2 separate regions of the Zea mays genome follow, and region 2 is linked to region 1. The links are chromatin contacts, called in public Hi-C maps. All regions are on one chromosome and are shown on one strand. Each heading gives the region's core, a stretch centred on a gene start, on an enhancer-like site or on the middle of the called end of the contact. The rest is flanking DNA. Distances are from core to core; before and after follow the strand shown.

Region 1 (4,887 bases), core at 1,136-3,635:
GGAATTAAAATTTACTTAATAAAATAACATATTTAGCTTAACATTTAATATTTCACTACTTTCTAAAGTTCAGATATAATTAAGGCTATCTTAAATTCACGTGGTGAAGGATAAGAAATGATTTTATATATCAGTAGAATTTGTTTCTACTCTATAACTTATAGAACGCTCTTCGACTCGCTCATGTTTAGTAAAAATATAGCACAACTTGTTAATAATAGTATATAAATATATTTTGTATAAAACTGAATTAACTTAATTGATATGTGTCTAAATTATTATTATTGGAATGAAATTCAATTTCAAGGATCCAAACGGGGCATTAAGTCCTTTTGCACAACAATCGTTTTCTTTATTTCCATCTTACCTTTTTCTCATCAATTCTCTGATAGCACGCGCCAAGCTAACACACAACCAACCTACCCCGTACTACATATTAGGCGTCCTAATTAATCATCGTCAACAGCAACAAAAAAAATACAATGGTAGTAGTAGAGTAGCCCTAATTAACCACTCTAGCTCCGCACTTCCCTACGAGCTACGCTGCTGCGATATGGAGTATATAGATAGTACGTCACCATGGGAGTACAGTACAGCAACTGTGTTTGTTTCTTGCAAGCCTACGCCACTCCAGTACTGAACAAGACAATCTCGATCTTCCCTACTTCAACATCTCCTGCGGCGCTTCGTCGGCGCCTGGCCAGCGGCGGTGGCGTAGCACCAGAAGGGGTTCTCCGGGGACGAGATGTCCGGCACGAACACGGCGGCCACGTCGGTGGTGGTGGCCGCGCCGTGGCGCGGGCCGCCCTGCCAGTGGAGCCCCGAGGCCGTGGGCGGGGAAGGGAGCTCCGGCACGGACCACTGGTGGAACTCCGGCACCTGCCCGAAGAAGTCCTGGGACGCGTCGGACGACGGCCGGCCGGCCGGCGAGCCGTCGGTGCTCCCGAGCTTCCCGCTGTCGGCCTGCCAATGGAAGACGGAGCGCTGTCAGGCAACAATATATAGGTGTATGCATCGTCAGATGTTCGAACTTGGCTGTGAACAGAGTTCGCTTGCTCTGTAATCAAAATTCAGAAACATGTATGACGCATGCAGTTGCCTAAATTCAAGCGAGCTTGCATCATGAACTAAAAAACTACGCTCAGTGATGACGGAGTCTGCTGCCGAAATTACGTTCAGGCAAAGTATACATGCAGATAGATTCGAAACGAATTTGCCAGCATCATTATTCCATTCAGTGGCCATTTCTGAGAATCGAGAACTGAGTGCTGACCTTGGACGTGTCATTCTCAGCGAAGGCGAGGCCGGCGCTGTACTCGGAGAAGCCAAAGAACTCGTCGAGCGGCCAGTCCGGCAAGCCCCCTGCAAGGCCGCCGCCGCCCTGGACGGTGAACGCCGCGGCGACCGACCGCCGGGGACTGCGCTTGGAAGAGGGCGTTCTGGCTAGCGCCGGGTCCGCGTGTCGGGGCACCACCGGCGGGGCGCCGAACTGCTCGTGGACGAGCGACCAGTCCGGCAGGGTGACGGCGACGCTGACGCCGCCGCCGGCGTCCGCGCCGGCCGCCCAGTCGATGTCGTCGTCGCTGTAGAGCAGCGCCGGGCTGCTGCCGTCGCCGGCCGCCGCCGCCTTCCTGTCGGGCGGCGGGGGCGTCTGGAGGGGTTCCGCGGCGGCGGGCGGGTGCGGGTCTGCGTCCTGGGCCGCGGCGGCGGGCTGCAGGCCGACCTGGACGCCGGTGAGGAGGAACCTGCGGTGCGCGGAGACGAAGGCGTTGGCCGTGTGCACGGCCATGTCGCAGGCCCGGCAGAGCAGCGCGCGGTCCTCCACGCAGAAGAAGTAGGCGTGGGCCTCCTGGAGAGCCGGCAGGAGGGGAGTCGTCAGCCGGCGGTGCGCAGGGCAGGGCAGCAAAATATCTTCTTTTGTGTGTGTGTGTACCACAGAGGCGCTACACGTACCTGGCATATGTCGCAGTTGGGCGCGGAGACGTCGTCGGGCGGGAGGAGCGGCAGGCGGTGGTGCTTGCCGGCGAGGCGGTTGGCGGCGTGCACGTCGCGGTCGCAGCGCGCGCAGAGGGCAGCCTCGTCGGCGCAGCAGAGCAGGCGCGCCTCGGCCGCCTCGCACGCGGAGCAGAGCACCTTCATGGAGCTGTTGCTGCGACGACCATGCACAGGTTGAGCTCGCGGCAGCGGGGGGAGGATGAGGATAGAAAGGGGAAGAGGGGCGATTCAGCTCGGGGGTGGGGGTGGATTAGCTTAGCTGCAGGCTGCAGGGGAAGAGAGAGTGGAAGGGAAGCTCAGCCGCCTAGCGGGGGCGGGGTTTTGTCAGGTGGACGATGGATCCGGCGGATGCGGCCGTCAGCGTCACGCACGCGGGGACGGTTGGGAGTTGAGGCGTGGCGGAGGGCGGAGGCGGGAGATATTATCGCGGGGGCGGGAAGGGAGGGGTCCGTACGAACGAACGGCGACAGCGGTAGATCGGAGATGACCGGTCGGTGGAGGCGACGTCGCGCGCTCCCATTCGCCCGTCCGGAGGGCCAGGTAGTACTGGTTTCACTCTGCTGTCGTAGCTGAGCTGGGGCCTGGGGCCCGGCCCTGCCAGCTGCTCGCTGGTCGGCACGCGGCGTGCCGGCGGCACGGACATCCACGTCGGCAGATCTTTTACCGCAGCCCGAAGCCGGATGGACAAGAAATAGCTTTTGAAACTTTTGAAGTTAAACAAATAGGTTGCTAGGATTATTTAAGTTAAACTTTTTATAACTTAATTGAATTGCTGAAAAAAACTATTAAAATTTACGACATCGAATTAATATCATTCGATATGTACGATATATTTATTTCATTTGTCGAAGATGATGAATACCGATCGATGTGTATCTATCAAAATTTCCGCTTGTGATTTTAAGGCATGTACAACCCTGACACTGGTGTACGGTACTCTAAGGGTCTGTTTGGTTGGGCTGTGGCTGTGGAAAAAGTTGCTGTGGGCTGTGAGCTGTGTAAAAAGCTGCTATAGGCTGTGTGCTGTTAAAAAGCTAAAAATCGTTTGGTGGAAATCACTAAAAGTCGTTAAAAGTTCTTCGATATATGTTTTCACAGTTCCATCCAAAAGCCACTAAAAGCAGGTCCAGGGGTGCTTTCAGTTTTGCACTACGAGAAAGTCGGCTTTTAGAAAAAGCTGCTTCCTGGATCCAGCCCTTTGGTTGGCTTTTGGCTTTTAGGAGGCAAAAGCCAAAGCCAAAAGCCAAACCAAACACACCCTAAGTATAAGACACAGCTAAAGGTATGTATAATTAGTGTTTTGAGCTATGTCTTTGAGTGTATTTAAGTGGGTGTGTAAAAAAACTTAAGACACGTCTCTTGACGAAGACACTATGTCTTAGCTCTATGCTCGAGACAAGAGACTAGTTGATTAATCAATTTAATTTATGGAATGGTCTGATTGGTGTAATGTATATATAAGACACATGTTTTAAACACACCCAATGTATTATACTGTGTTTTAGCTGTGTCTTATACTTGGAGTACCGTCAACAGTGTTAGGGTTTACATGCCCTAAAATATAATATAATACAGTGGGTGTGTTTAAAACATATGTCTTATATATTCATTATTGCAAAAATTAGAGCATTTAATAAATTAAATTGATCAATCAGCTAGTCCTCTGCTCGACCATAGATCAAAGACACGGTGTCTTTATTAAGATACATGTCTTAAGTTTTTTTTTTACATTTATCATCTTAAATAGGAGTACGTTTGAAGACACCGCTCAATACACTCAATCTACATGCCCCCTTGTTTCTTCGTTTCCAGGGAGAAGCATAGTGGTCTCCGCACCGCACATGCACATAATTAATGCCGCTTCGTACTCTCGTACCAGACTAGAGCTAGCTACAGGAAGCGTCGATGCAAAGCGAATGCGCATGTGATACTCGAGGAACAATATAGTGTGACCACACATCCGGGGCCCATTGGTTTATCTAGATAACGGTCGGCCCGCCCTAGAGATCCTTTTTAGCAAGCGTAGCGTGGCCAAACGTACGCTATGTCTCATCATATGATCTCATCTAGCTAGTCATCTTTTATAATAATAATAATAATAATAATAATAATAATAATAATAATAATAATAATAATAATAATAATAATAATAATAATAATAATAATAATAATAATATATAATATATAACTAGGTATATGCCCGTGCGTTGCAACGGCGTACAAAATATTTCACAAAATATGAGTTTTAGAGCAACTCTAACAAATGTCTTAAACATGCTCGTTTGTTATCTAGGAAGTGGATGTGAAATCAAATTTTATAAAAGCAAGCAAAACAAAAAGACGACCTTGCGGATGACACAGATGACGACACCCACTTCTTCCTCCTCTCCTTCCTCTCCCCCTCAGCACGTCCGAGTTCTCTTGCCCGAGTCTCTTGTCGTAGAAAGATGTCAATGGGCGTAACACTTCTTAGCTGCTTGAATTCTGCAATGGATTAACACTCAATAAATTCAAATGTGATATTATATGTCCCCGTTGCAACGTATGGACACTCACCTAAATTATGAATGCTCGATATACTGACACGCATATACTATGCTGGCAATGAAGCCGTGCCCCGCCCATTGTTCATATAAATACAACAAACAGCCAACCAACTGAGATTGAGAGGCTCACTTCATATATAATGCATCAAGTGAAAGCAGCAAAATTTCAAAAGCAATGACCACGAGGTTGCAACCTAAAAAAACCCCAAAATCACAGGCACTTGCCATGGACTTCTACGAAGTCCACCAAAAATAAAAGGCGTTTTCTGACGAGTTTTGGATAGAAGACTCGCCAGGCCCAAAATATGATTTGGAGGTCATGCGGCCCGCCCTTCAGGGCTACTTC
Region 2 (5,226 bases), core at 1,404-3,903, 120 kb before region 1:
GCCGGCAGGGAAGGCTTTCAGCCCAAGCAGCCATGCAGAGGGGGAGAGATGAGTGGGCCAAAAGGAATGAAGTCAGCCCACGTGCAGGTTTGCCCATTTTTTTATTTCCTTTTCTATCTACAATTTGAAGTATTCAACCCAAATTCAAATTCCTGTTTTGATTTTTTTATTCCCAATCTCAACATAATTCAAATATGAATATAAATCTTACCTATTTAATATTATTATTTATCTTTCTTCCTTTTATTTGGCAATGGAGAGGGTAGTAGTCTTAGTTAGAATTCCTCTTTGTTTATTTCCTTTCCTTAAGTAAGTATGCACAAAGAAAATCAAATAATTCTCAAAATACTAATATATAAATATATTTATTATTTTTTTCTCCTATACATAATTTGGGCTTTACATATAGGGCATCTACAACTAGTAGCAATAGGTAGGGGAACAGAGCATCCCCTTGCTCGAGATAGGGATGAAAACGTTCAAAAATAGCTAAATTGATTTTGTTTTCATATTTTTATTAGGACAGAAACGAAAACCAATGGTTGAAATATGACACAATTCTCGATTATTTGAAATGATAAACTCTAGTCGGAAATACAAATATTTGTAGTTTCCACAAATACACAATAAAGTGGCATCACTACCGAAACAGACTACTTTGCCGAGTGCCGCCTTAGAAACACTCGGCAACGACATCTTTGCCGATTGCCACCTCTTACTCCGCAAAAAGAAAAGTCACTATGACGCAACAAGTGACGACGATAAAGCCTTTGCCGAGTGCCTGATTGCCTGGCACTTGGCAAAGGAAGCTCTAGTGGGCCCCCACGGTAGCCTCTGTGATGAGAGTCACAAGCTAGCACTCGGCAAAACGATTTTTTGCCGAGTGCCTGCCTACTTGGCACTCGGCGAAGGGAGCACCTGTGGACCCCTTTGCCAGTCTCTATGCCTAGTGCGTTGGCTGGTACTCGACAAAAGGAGCTTCTTTATTTTTATATTTTTTGTCGAGTGCCTGCCTACTTGGCACTCGGCAAAGAGCTAGACACTCGGCAAAACCCGGATTCTGGTAATGTATATTGCCTAATTTTTAAGACATTAAAATACACAAACAACTTTCCGTCATCATTCATATTATTTAGAGTAATTATAACTTTTCTTTTTCTCTTATTCATTCACTTGAACCCAACAAAAAAATGTAACTTGCATAAATTATATGCTAGATATATCTCATATTATATAAAACAGTAAAAAATGATATCATCACGACTCAAACGAAAAATACGAAAACGATCGGAAAACTAGCTAAATTATTTTCGTACCGTTTCTAATCGGTTTCCGAACAATTTGAAAATGAACGGGAAAAAGGTATTTGAAACTGTTGGGGACTTGTTCTCAAATGCTATGAGTTAAGAACAAGGCAACACAAAAAATGTTAAACGTTAAAGTCCTTCGTCCTTCGAAGCATTATTTCCCTTTGGGATACAATGATTTTCGGACGAAGGTTATGAAGGACTTACCTTCATAAACACAACATATGATAATGAAGAAGAAAACATATGAAATATAAAGGATAACGTAAATAATTATATATTATTACTCCCTCCGTCCCAGGATATAAGGCGTAACCACTTTTTATTCTTGTCCCACAATATAAGGCGTGCTCTCTCTATGTATACGTATATCGATGCAGTGGTATAGAGACAATTAAATGCATTTCTTGGTCTTTGAACCAGAGGTGGTTACGCCTTATATACTGGGACGGAGGGAGTATCAACTCATTTCTATATTATTATGGAAAAATAGAAATGGGATCAAATTACAAATGTACCTTCGGCTTAAAAGGAGGTAAAGGTACAAGCGTGACGCAAAAGCAAATGACCAGTCAGTGTCCTCGGTACGGGAGCACTGTTCACCTATTTATAGGTATGGGACACAGCCCATGTAAAATTACATCCATGCCCTTTACATTTGATAGTAATTCTATAGAAATCCACCGAGGTTTGAATAGACTTTTCATCTTTAAGTCGGTTTCCTTTTCTGCTATCACGCCGAAGCTTTCCTGCTCACAGCTTCGGCGCTGTATCAACCTTCGTATTCTTTGGGCTTCTCTCACTGTGGTACTGATTCGAGTCCGAAGATACCTGTTCACACATTATACTCCAGAAACATTGTTTAAATCATATTTTTGAGGACCTTCGGAAGCCGAAGGCCCCCCAACAGAAACAGGTAGGTACGGGATTTTCCCGTCTCGTTTTCATCCCTAGCCGGAGGACATGTCTGCAAGACATCCAAGGTCTAATGGTTAGGCGTTTGATCACTAGAGCTAAAATTTAGCCCATGTCATATTAGATGTTTAGATGCTAGCTATAATTATTAAATATAGACTAATTACAACACTAAGTACACAAATAATGCTACATTATACATTTGTGAATCATAGGTTAATTAGGCTTAAAATTTTGTCTCATTGTTAGTGTTTAGTTATGTAATTAGTTTTTATAATTAGATTATATTTAATGCTAGTAATTAATATTCAAACATCCAATTTAATACACGCACGGTAATAAACTTGAGACCCTACAAACACTGACGGAGAGAGGAGAGGACGTCACCGATACATCTACACCAAAGCCGCGAGCAGACACGACAATCTGGAGCAAGCTGTCCCAGGAGAAAAATCAAACGCTTTTATTTTTATCAGCCGGGAGTGATGGGTCCACCTAGTACTATACCTAGCAAACAGAGGAATCTATGCACGGCCGGGTTCACAAGAGAACCTTGTGACAGCGATTGTCATTATTCTTTGCATATATCTTCAGTTTAATTTATTAACATATTCTTAATTAGAGGCTGCTTGGTAAAGCTCCAGCTCAACCACAAACCCACATATGCTTAAAAATTCATTACGCGCATTATTTTAAATATCACTTACTGATTAAACACACATATACTTAAAATTTTCATTTTATCTAACAAATTTCAAATCCTGCATACATATACATCCTTGAGCTCGAGCTCTTTCAAGTTTCAACCATAATATTGTATGTGGTTTAATTTACAACAGGCGGCTACCGGCTACTGATGAACTGTGACGACATTTATTTCATTTGCGGGTGATCCGTGATCACAAGTTAATATTTACGCACGCATGCACCCTCTGCATGCAAGATTTATTTCTCTCATGCAGATCCATGGAATGCAGCATGCTATTTCACAATCACAACGATGTATATCAATCACAAACCCCAGCATATACAGTCTTGCGTGTTCATATATACACATACGCCAATGCTTGGATATGTATATACGTATCATCATCGTGCTGATAAACTGAGTATCTATGTCGTCGTCGTCGTCATATATGTAGCCTGTACGTCGTAAAGTTTGTCGCACATGCACGTACTGATGGCCATTCCGCAGCAACCAGAGCTAGGGCGCTGGTATAGATGTCCAAACGGGCCACCCGGCACGGGCCCGACCCGAACCCGATTCGGCCCGGTCCAAATAGTGCCGGGCCAGGCACGACCCGTTAATAGATCGGGTCAGGCCGTGCCGGCCCACGTGCTCAGCTGTGTGCCCAAACACGGCACGTCCATGTCTAGATCGTGCCGGGCCGGCCCGAAAACCCACCGTGCCTAACGGGCCGTGTCCAACACTGGCCCGCACTGTTTCGAGACCGGCGGCGTCAGCAGCAGGCGCTACTCCCTGCAGGCGTTCTGCTCGCCCGTGGTCATCGCCCTCTCTCCGCCGTCGTCTGCGCGGCCGTTCCAGAGCATGGCGTGCGACGTCGCCATCTCGTGAGGCAGCACGACATGCATGCATGGGGCCCGCGTGCCACTCGGATCGAATCACTAGCTAGCTAGTGTCTGTCTTTCGTGGAGGTGTGCAGTGCAGCCAGCCATGGTGCCTCGCTCTTCAATTTGTAGGTCGCGGTGGTGGTGACGGCTGCTGCGTGCTCTCTGCTGCGCAGCCACCAAATCAAGTCAGGCTAGAGCACTCGATCGACTGGTCGTGTACGTCGACTTTGTTTAGACTTCAGACGTGGCGACAGCGAAGAAGGTGGCAGCCGTGTACGTACGTACTTCTTGCCGCCGACAGTAACAGCCGGCGGCGTCGTCAACCTCGAGTGCAACCGCAGGGCTAGGCTGTCTGTGGCTGGCTTACGGGCCGCCACCGTGCCGGCCTGCAGCTCGTGCCGGGCCGGGCCATAGCACGCGGGCCTTCGTAGCCGTCCAAACCCGGCCCGCTTAACGGGCCGTGCCGACCCGAACCCGTTATTAACCGTGCCGGACCGTGCTTGGACCGGGCCAAAATCGTGCCGGGTCACGGGCCAAACGGACGGCCCGTACTGTTTGGACATCTATAGGCGCTGGTGACCTTGCTGGCTGGCGGAGGACGTGGCGGCGGCCGCCGGTGCCACCCTCGGGCTGACAGGTGAAGAAGGCGGCGGCGACGGGGGCGCCCAGCCCGTGGTCGACGGCGAAGCTGCGGGTGCAGAAGTTGTGGCGGAGAAGCGGCGGCTGGTCGACGGCGCCGCGCGCCGTCTGCTGGTAGAGCACGAACACCACGCGGTGGATCCCCGCCGGCGGCCGAGGGCTCTCGTAGCAGATCACCTCGCGACCTGCACGCGTGCAATATATATGCAGCCAATTGTTGGAAATAAACGCAGATCCTGGAATCACCCGTGCTAATTTGTTTGAGAGGTATAACTAATAATTAGTTGGTCTATTAGCTGATTTGTTCTAAACCTTCTAGCTAATTTTAGCTGCTAACTATTAGTTTTAGAGGTTTAGAACATAGCTTATTCTAGGAGTTGGAACGTGGTCTCGCCTAATCCTAAGATTAATTAGAACATAAGTTTTTATTCATCTGTTAGTCATATCCAATTAAAATAGATCTTGTGATCGATAAGAACCTTTAGATAGCTAGGGTTCAGCTCCGTGTCCCACATAACATCTTTAAATAAGAGGAGCAGACACATCTAGTGTCACTTCACATGACACAATCATACAATCGATCACTTCTACATTGGAGGGGTTTACAAAGGTTCGTTTCTCGTCCAAGCCAATGTTGATGGCATCCAAAAGGCTATGCATGCCTACTTATTCTAGGGCTCTTTTGGTACGCCAGCTGATAGCCCACTTTTTGAATCTTCTATCTTCTGTTCTTGGGCTCTTTTGGCCTTGTGTCTTGGACTTGTGTTGAGTATTTATAAGTCTTCAAGGAGTC

What was found. A called contact is a pair of places that touch in the nucleus more often than the background predicts.
Region 2: a contact with region 1 is called in a Hi-C map of ear, with 3 times the contacts expected there. The contact joins the enhancer-like site here to the promoter of LOC100274169 in region 1. A contact is called at or near these places in 5 of 25 Hi-C or Micro-C datasets (ear, leaf and tassel).

The regions. Positions count from the first base shown.
Region 1 is chr3:5,110,274-5,115,160 of Zm-B73-REFERENCE-NAM-5.0, reverse strand. LOC100274169 (b-box zinc finger family protein) reads right to left here and starts at 2,385. Exons shown (of 3, transcript NM_001279637.2): 1 at 1,954-2,385; 2 at 1,274-1,849; 3 at 336-963. The coding sequence starts at 2,139. The coding sequence ends at 667.
Region 2 is chr3:5,225,463-5,230,688 of Zm-B73-REFERENCE-NAM-5.0, reverse strand. No RefSeq gene overlaps it. Among protein-coding and RNA genes, the nearest start is that of LOC100194109, 10 kb to the left of the region's middle. Within about 2 kb of position 2,653, at least 16 of the 20 cell types and tissues checked have an H3K27ac peak or open chromatin away from gene starts, as enhancers often do. A contact at or near this core is called in ear, leaf and tassel, where this site is marked.